2 separate regions of the Mus musculus genome follow, and region 1 is linked to region 2. A link is a contact called in public HiChIP or PLAC-seq data. All regions are on one chromosome and are shown on one strand. Each heading gives the region's core, a stretch centred on a gene start, on an enhancer-like site or on the middle of the called end of the contact. The rest is flanking DNA. Distances are from core to core; before and after follow the strand shown. Region 1 overlaps Unc13c (unc-13 homolog C). Region 2 overlaps Unc13c (unc-13 homolog C).

Region 1 (3,934 bases), core at 1,130-3,629, 350 kb before region 2:
AGTATGGTACTATCAAGGTTTCCCAAGAACACTGGCCTTTCCATCCCAGGAATTCTGTGTTGCTTCTACATATTTCACTCTTATGTTTTTTGGGTTTTTATTTTTTTTTTGTATATATATAAAGAGGTTTCAACATTACCCAGATGTCCTGCAAATCCTCACATGCTAAGGTTTAAGAGGCTCCCCAGGCCGGGCAGTTGTGGAGCCTTTAATCCCAGTACTTGGGAGACAGAGGCAGGCAGATTTCTGAGTTCCAGTCCAGCCTGTTCTACAAAGTGAGTTCCAGGACAGCTAGGGCTACACAGAGAAACCCTGACTCGAAAAAAACATAAATAAATAAATAAATAAATAAATAAATAAATAAATAAATAAATAATAAAAATAGGCTGACCTGGGGTGCTCACTGGTGCTGAAGGGCAGAGGCCAAAGATGCTTGGAGCCATACCAGAACATTCAAGACAGATAAGGTAGCTTAGGTTTCTATCTTCATCTGGTGGGAGAATTCCCTATCCAGTTCAAAGCCTTCAATCCATGCATTGAGAAAAGAGCCTCAGGGGAACCTAAAGTTACCTAAAGTCACAGAGAGAGGGCTATCATAGAAATATCTTCTGTGTTCTTTAGATGCCTGTTTGTATGTAGGAGGGTTGGGGAAGCATTCCAGTGTGCCTCTGATATCTGGTCAGCTCTCACTTTGAGTTATAGTTTTTACATCTGTAAGAAAAGCAGTGCAATTGAGGCTTCGTCACACCATCTTGCTCTGAGCCAGGTCCTCTTCTACACATTTCTGCTCAATTGCAACTCTCTGTGGAACATACAGTGTGAGGTAATCCCACCCATCTGGCTTAAGATGGCTTTTCCTTTATGGAGTTAGAGAAGTTTAATAATCTATACTGAAGTTGGGGGCACTAGAAGAACAGAACAGTCCAGAGAATTCCCATGGTGTTTTATTTTGACTTTCTGTGACAGTATAAACTTGGACAATCTCCAGTGTTTGAGAAGACCCTGGGTACAGTGTACAGAGGTGGGAAGATAAGAATGCTTCTCTCTGAATTTATCAGGCTATGACCACTCTGACCCCTTAGAGAATAGACCTAGTGAGATGTGGACTCTGAATGCTCACTTAACTGTATTATCTTGCTTTGAGTTGTCACAGCGCTTCATTTCATATTGTCCCAAGTGGCAGGACCATCATGACATAGAAAGCAATACATGGAGGAGGCTGGATGTCTCCTGAGTCTTTAATTCAACAGACATAATGCCAAAGCCATGCTGCTGACAGGAAACACAATCACAAGTCTTGCTCGCACCCTGGCTTGCCAGCAAGAACCATGCTGCAACAGGATCCTTCTGCACACGTTTATTGGGAGAGCTTGATTGCAGAGGCGAAGAGACCCCAAGCCCAGAACTGGTGCTGCTTATATAGGCCTAGGAGAGGCGTGTCTCACACCCGGATTGGTTATGCATGGGTTATGCTTACCACCTCATTTGCATGCCTACATCTGATTGGTTAACTTCTCTCTCATCTGATTGGTTAACTTCTCTCTCATCTGATTGGTTAATTCTCAAAACCTCATCTTGGCAAAAAACTTTACTGCCTATGTATGCGTGGTGGCCAGAGGTAGCCAGCGCCACCCTGCAACAGCACGTGTGGCTTCCCACACACAAGAACGTGAAATCTCTGTCACGGGTACTCTTGACTTTGAGTGTGAACTTCTGGTTTCATGTGGTTGACCCAGTCTAGGGCTGAGTTCTTCGACTCTTTCTTTCATTTGCACTAACCATCTTATTGCTTGCTGGGACTCTGCACATGGCCTATACATGTGGTCATTTCTATTTCCCAGTATCAACATCTTTTCAAAGCTGCTGTAATTAACTGTCCACTTCATTGCTTCAATTAAATATATGTAGAATCTGATTCCTTTTTCAAGTTCACAAATCTGACTCCTTCAAACCCCTGACAGCATTCCTCCATCACTAGTGAACTGTGTCTACACTGACCTCTGATTGATCTCTGTTTCTACCTACCAGCACCCAGGATAAAATTATTAATGTATCTCAACATGCCACCCTCCTCTCAAGACTATAATCAGCTTTAAGTTTTTAAAATTTTATTCTGAGGATAAGTCTGAAATCATACAGCAGTTTTGTATGCTCTCCCTAACTCTAAACTCTTTCTTTTCCTCTGCTGACTCCATCCATTCTGGCACAGGCAGCAGGATCAACAGACATATGTCTCTGAATTCTCTCCCAGAACCACATCTTCAGATTCAATGAATGGAACTAGTTTATTTTATGGGTAATTCTGAAGTAGCACTACGTGGAGGAGAGGAAATGAGTCACTGACCTCCCACCCCCAGGAAATGGAAGATGATGTTTACGCTGTGAGGGGGTGGTGCTAATCCCACAGAATAACTCTATAGCCTTGGTATGTAAGGTATGCCCTAAGGGCTCACTGCATTGGCTTTGCAAAGAAGTTCGTTAGAGAATTCCAAGACTCACCCCAGACCTACTGACTCAGAATCTGCACTTGAACAAGCATTTCCGGGGGTTCCTGTGTTCTAGTCAATATTTGAGAAATATGCTCCAGCAGGCAGAGAAGAACTCAAATTATCCTGCCCTAAGGCAGACAGCATGAGGTGTTTGCTCAATGATTCCTTAATCAGGTGATTCCTGTTGTGAAGGCTGTTAAAGACCACACAATGTAGGGCTTGGTGTGATCCGTGGTCTGCAAAAGCCTATAAAAAGGAAGAGGGCCATAAGAGTCACAGCAGACCAGCTTCATGGATGTGGAGGTTTCACACACAGTACCAATACCATCTAGTGCTGAGCCTTGGCTTCTCTTTCATTGGCTCTTCTCTTTACCTAAAATACCTTCCCTTTGGTATTCACTTAGTAAATCCCACCTCCTCCGAGTCTTTGCTCAAATCGCACGGTCTCAGTGAGGTACTTGATTTTGCTAGCAAGCTGCGTGTACCAACCTAGCATTCCCCAGCCCCCATCACACTGTTCTTCGATTGCCCTTCTTAATCTCATCTTCTGATTTGTGTATAATCTATTTAGTTAATGTGCTGGCTGCCTGCCACAGAGGAAGGTTAGCTTTCTCTGCCAAGGCAGGGAACTTTGCTATGCATCCTAATAAATACCATTACCAATAGCTCTCAAGCTTGATGAGGGCTGGAGAGATGGCTCAATAGTTAAGTGTGCTTGTTGCTCTTATAGGTGACCAGAGTTTGGTTCCCAGCACACATATGTTAGCTCACAACAACCAGTAACTCCAGCTCCAGGGGATCTGATGCCCTCTTGTGGCCTCTGTGGATGCTACAGTTATGTGTGTAAATACACACACACACACACACAAAGAGAGAAAGAGAGAGAACAATCTATAAATCTTTGAATAAATAAATATCTCCAGATCATGACTGTTCATGAACGTTTTGCATGGGACTTAATTTTTTTTTATGCCAAGTATGTCTTTACCTAAAAATATAATTAACATTAGCCTCATATACCTGGCATGTTCCTTAGTTTCCTTTTAAGGTTATAGATAGTGAGGACATGAGCTTCTCTCTTTAAGTCAGTTTCAATTGAGGTATTTTTTTAGATAGATTCCTAGAAGTCAAAATGACAAAATATGAGCTAAAAATTTTAGTTTTTCATTTATACCGTTTTTATGTTTCTAGAATTTCATCTATGTATATGATAAACTTCTATTATCTTCCACTTCTATATATCTCCCATTTCTCCCTCCCAAATCCTCTGGGGTTTGGTTGCTCTCTACATCACCACTCAATGTCATTTTTTTTTTATACCCCACCAAGTCTAATTAGTGATGCTTACATATGGGGTGGGGGACCATCGTTTCATTTGCCTACCTTCTAAAAACACTAACTGTTAATCGCGTTCTCACGCCCGGCCAGGAAAGACGCAACAAACC
Region 2 (3,953 bases), core at 408-2,907:
TGTGAGTTCAAGGCAAACCTGGTATACATAATGAGTTTCAGACAACCAGAGCTACAGAGTGAGATGGCTCAGTGGGTAAACTCAAAAGCCTGATAGCATGTGTCCCATCATTAAAAGCGATGTTAGAAAGAAAGAACTGGCTCCTTTCTACATGCATACCGTGATGCACATGTACACACACACACACACACACACACACACACACACACACACACACGCAGGCACACACACGCACAGTAAGTAAATAGTCTACTTGAGATTATATTTTTTTTGTAGCATGACATACTAATTTGTTGCTGTTTTTGAGACAGGTCCCATGTAGCCTAGGCTGACCTTGAACTTCTAATCCATCTCCCTTCACCCCGAGTGCTAGGTTTACTGTTGTGTACGATCTGGCCCCTTCTTACTGTGACAATTTAAATCAGAAGTGGTCAAACCACTTTTATGCCTTTTGTCCCCATCCCAAACAAGCCAGAGCATCCTTTTCCAAATCAATTTTTCTTTATTTTAAACATTTTTAAGCTCAAACACTTTAGCCGTATAGAAATGTCTGTCCTTAGTTTGAATAAAACTTTAGTATACATCGTATTCTAGGTTTTTGACTGTTCCCAGTTAAGATAAAATAAAATGTATATGATATGTTTATAAGAAAACTCAAAATGTACACGGTATACATACTGAATGACAGCTATGCCCAAACATATTCTTTCATCTCCATAAACTCTTCAGTAAGCAATAGCATTCGGTTGGGATAATGTTCATTTTACTAGGGATTTTTTTTTCAAAATTTTTAATGCATAGCTTTGCTACCTAGCCCATGCCAGCCTTGAACATTGAGTCTTCTTGCCTCAGCCTCCCAGTTCTGGGATGCAAGGCATGTGCCATGTCTGGATGGATTTATTAAAACATTAATGCATTTATTCTGACTTGCTGACTACAGAATTGTTAGAATCAATCTGTTTTGTGCTTAGATGTGGGGTATAATTGAATAGTAATCTAGTTCTTACTAATGATTCAATAAGTCGATGTAATAACAGTGGACTTGGGGCACTTCAAGGTCAGGAAAGGTGAAGAGCTTTATATTTATCTCAACTTTACCCAGAAAATTCCCTCTTACCTCTCTCTTCTCCATCCTCTTTTCATGTAGTGAGTAGCCATTGCCCCAAGTGAGCCCAACTCTCCCTAGCATTCTTGAAAATCAGAAATGACCATATTTGACTTGGTGTATGGCTTTTTATGTAAAGAATTGGTATTCTCGTCTTGTTCTGTGTACTAAGAACAGACTTAAATGCTAACATCAAATAAATCAAGTAGAGTATGCTGGGATCAAGGAGTGCAGATTGTGATTTTGGGAGTAGAGGCCATTAAAACTGTCTGTAGCATCCCACAGTCAGAAACTCGGGAGTGTAACTCTCAGTTATCTATGTTTAAAGAAAAATAAAATATCTAAGTGGCCAGAATCCAGGAACAGAATAGAAGTGTGGAATTGTTTCCATAAATCAGACTTAGGTTGTGGTCACTTTAAGAGTCAAGTACAAAGTCTCTCGAAGGTCTGTGATGTGGTTAAGGTAATAATAAAATCTTTCCACTGATGAGAGCTAACGCCTCTTTGATGTCCCATGAGTCCTTTGTCTGACCTTCTGATTCATTGCTGGCTCCCTTCCCAGCCACTTGGAAAGTGTGTCCATTTCCTGTCTCTGTCATCCCCAGCTCTGAGCCACTGACTCTTCAGAATCGATGTGTCGCAGCCATCAGTGAGCTTTGCAGCTAGGCCAAAATCTATTTTCTGATTTGAAATTAATTCCAAATTGATATCTCGTCTTGTCACAAAGTTTTATAACACCACTGCCCTTTTCTACCTCTCTAGAAACAACTCAAATGCCTAAGTACGAGTCCCGTGTAAGCACAGTGCTGCAGTCTACCCAGTGCACAGCAGCACGCACAGCGTTCACGTTAGCCAGTGACAATAAAAAATAAAAATTTAAAAAAAAAAAAAACCTCAGTGTAAAGTCTTTGTAAAGCAAAGGCAATGTAGGTGATAGAAAAGTTTAAAACCAAGGTAGCAAATTCTAATCTAAATGATGGAAAAGAACCCAAATAAACAAAGAGGAAAGTCAGAAGAGAAACACATTTGTTCTGAGCCAGATAATGAAGGGACTAGTCTACAGCTTCCTGGCTTAAGTGAAAGACAGAAACTCCATCGAAGTCATTTTAAATTTTTTGGAAGTTTTCTTGGGTTTAAAAAAAAAAAGAAACACAAATGTTCTTTGGTTTTAAAACAGCACAGTTACCAGAGAATTGAAATTAATTGATTTTCTCAAAATAAAAAAAAAAAAGTTAACAACATAGACTAGGGTAGGTTGGGGATACAGCTCCATCGAAAGGGCACTCCCAAAGCATCTCTCAAGTCCTGGGTTCAATCCCCAGCACTGCAGAAGTCAGGTAGTCCACACCTGCTATCCCAGAACTCGGGAAGTAGAGGCCGGAGAGTCAGAAGTTCACGATCATGCCCAGCTCTCTGAGACTAGCCTGGCACATAAGAAACATTGTATCCAACAAAACCGTAAAGAAAAAGTGGCTAACTCTTATCTTCAAAATACCACAAGAAGAGGAAAGGGCCTGCCGATAGCCAGTCTCCATGTGCTATTGCACATGTTGATTGTTAAATTGTATTCCCCCAAATGGTCATCTATTTCCTTTCCAGTCCCAGCTGTTAAAAGCCCTCATTCAAAGTAGCCTAATGATTGTTTGGTGTGTATCACAGGCCACAGGTTGACAGCCATAGACTGTAGAAGTTAAACTCGCTCCAGAGGTGGGAGGATGCGAAGGATGTTGATCACATTGCCTCTCTTTCTCTTTCTACAAGCCTTGCATATTGATGAACAACATCCAACAACTGCGGGTCCAGCTGGAAAAAATGTTTGAATCCATGGGTGGGAAAGAGGTGAGTGTGTGTCCACTTTTGTCTTTACCAAAGGACTCTTGGGTGGATGTTAGTAGCATTTTGCTTTGTTCTGGAAAGCGTCTTACTTTTTGAAATGGTTTTTACCAATGAACAGGAAGCAGCATTTGTTTGCTTGGTTGTTTGATTGTTTTTATCTCTAAAATCCCATTCGCAATTACGGCAGTCACTATGACAGCATTTTAGTAAATGGAGGTGTATTCAGGGACAGGGAGAGAGCCAGCCAACCTGTTGTACAATTAAAATGTATGCATATAAACTAGTGATCAGTAGTATGACAAAGATTACATTTTATACTTCCTGTTGAAGTTGACACTTGTTTTAGAATCTATGTTGTGGCAATCGTGCTATGTCGGTGCTTAATTTTTCACATCGTGAGAGCTGTGTCAAACGTGCTATCTGTGTGTTGTGTCTGTAATGTGTCGTGTCTCTATTCAACATCTGTGCCTTGCAATTCCACGAACAGAAGAAGGAAGGAGAGAGATTCTCCTATGAGGTTTGTGATAGCAAGCGTTACCCGCTTCCCCTGGCTGTCCTTCTCCCCCGCCATTTAAAGACCATTGCGTGGCCCGTGCGCGCACGCACATGCGTGCACGTGCTCTCTCATTTGCTTCTTGAGATCAGACAAAGAGTAAAACATGAATTAGCTCGCTCCTGCCTCTTCCTGCTTGCCAAGGTCTTGTCTTTCCTTACAAACTGGTGTGTGCGGGGGGGGGGGGGGGGGGGGGGAGAAACGGGAAAGTCATTAAAGGCAAGAGTCACTGGAACAGCTGGTCTTTCTGGACTCACCCTGCTTGCTGCCAACAGCAACAAAAATAAAACAAACCCTTAGGGCCAGAGAGCTGGCTCGGCAGTTAAAGGCACTGGCTGCTCTTCCAGAGGACCCAAGTTTGATCCCTAGTACCTGCATATCAGCTACCATCTCTAACTCCAGTTCCAGGGGATCTGCTGCCCTCTCCTGGCCTTCTCAGGCACTGCATACAACATGGCA

What was found. HiChIP or PLAC-seq counts read pairs in DNA pulled down with a chosen protein or histone mark.
Region 1: an H3K27ac HiChIP or PLAC-seq map of a colorectal cancer cell line shows a contact between it and region 2, with 6 times the contacts expected there. The contact joins two enhancer-like sites. A contact is called at or near these places in 1 of 15 datasets of contacts at CTCF or cohesin (stem cell-derived epiblast-like cells), 2 of 484 Hi-C or Micro-C datasets (the AML12 cell line and embryonic stem cells) and 2 of 115 datasets of contacts at active chromatin or transcription factors (the NIH/3T3 cell line and a colorectal cancer cell line).

The regions. Positions count from the first base shown.
Region 1 is chr9:73,904,611-73,908,544 of GRCm38.p6, reverse strand. All of the region lies in intron 2 of Unc13c (unc-13 homolog C), which reads left to right. Among named protein-coding and RNA genes, the nearest start is that of Unc13c, 62 kb to the left of the region's middle. Within about 2 kb of position 2,379, at least 38 of the 459 cell types and tissues checked have an H3K27ac peak or open chromatin away from gene starts, as enhancers often do. A contact at or near this core is called in a colorectal cancer cell line, where this site is marked.
Region 2 is chr9:73,557,930-73,561,882 of GRCm38.p6, reverse strand. Unc13c (unc-13 homolog C) reads left to right here. Exons shown (of 33, transcript NM_001081153.2): 24 at 2,867-2,944. Among named protein-coding and RNA genes, the nearest start is that of Gm27211, 370 kb to the right of the region's middle. Within about 2 kb of position 1,657, at least 15 of the 459 cell types and tissues checked have an H3K27ac peak or open chromatin away from gene starts, as enhancers often do. A contact at or near this core is called in a colorectal cancer cell line, where this site is marked.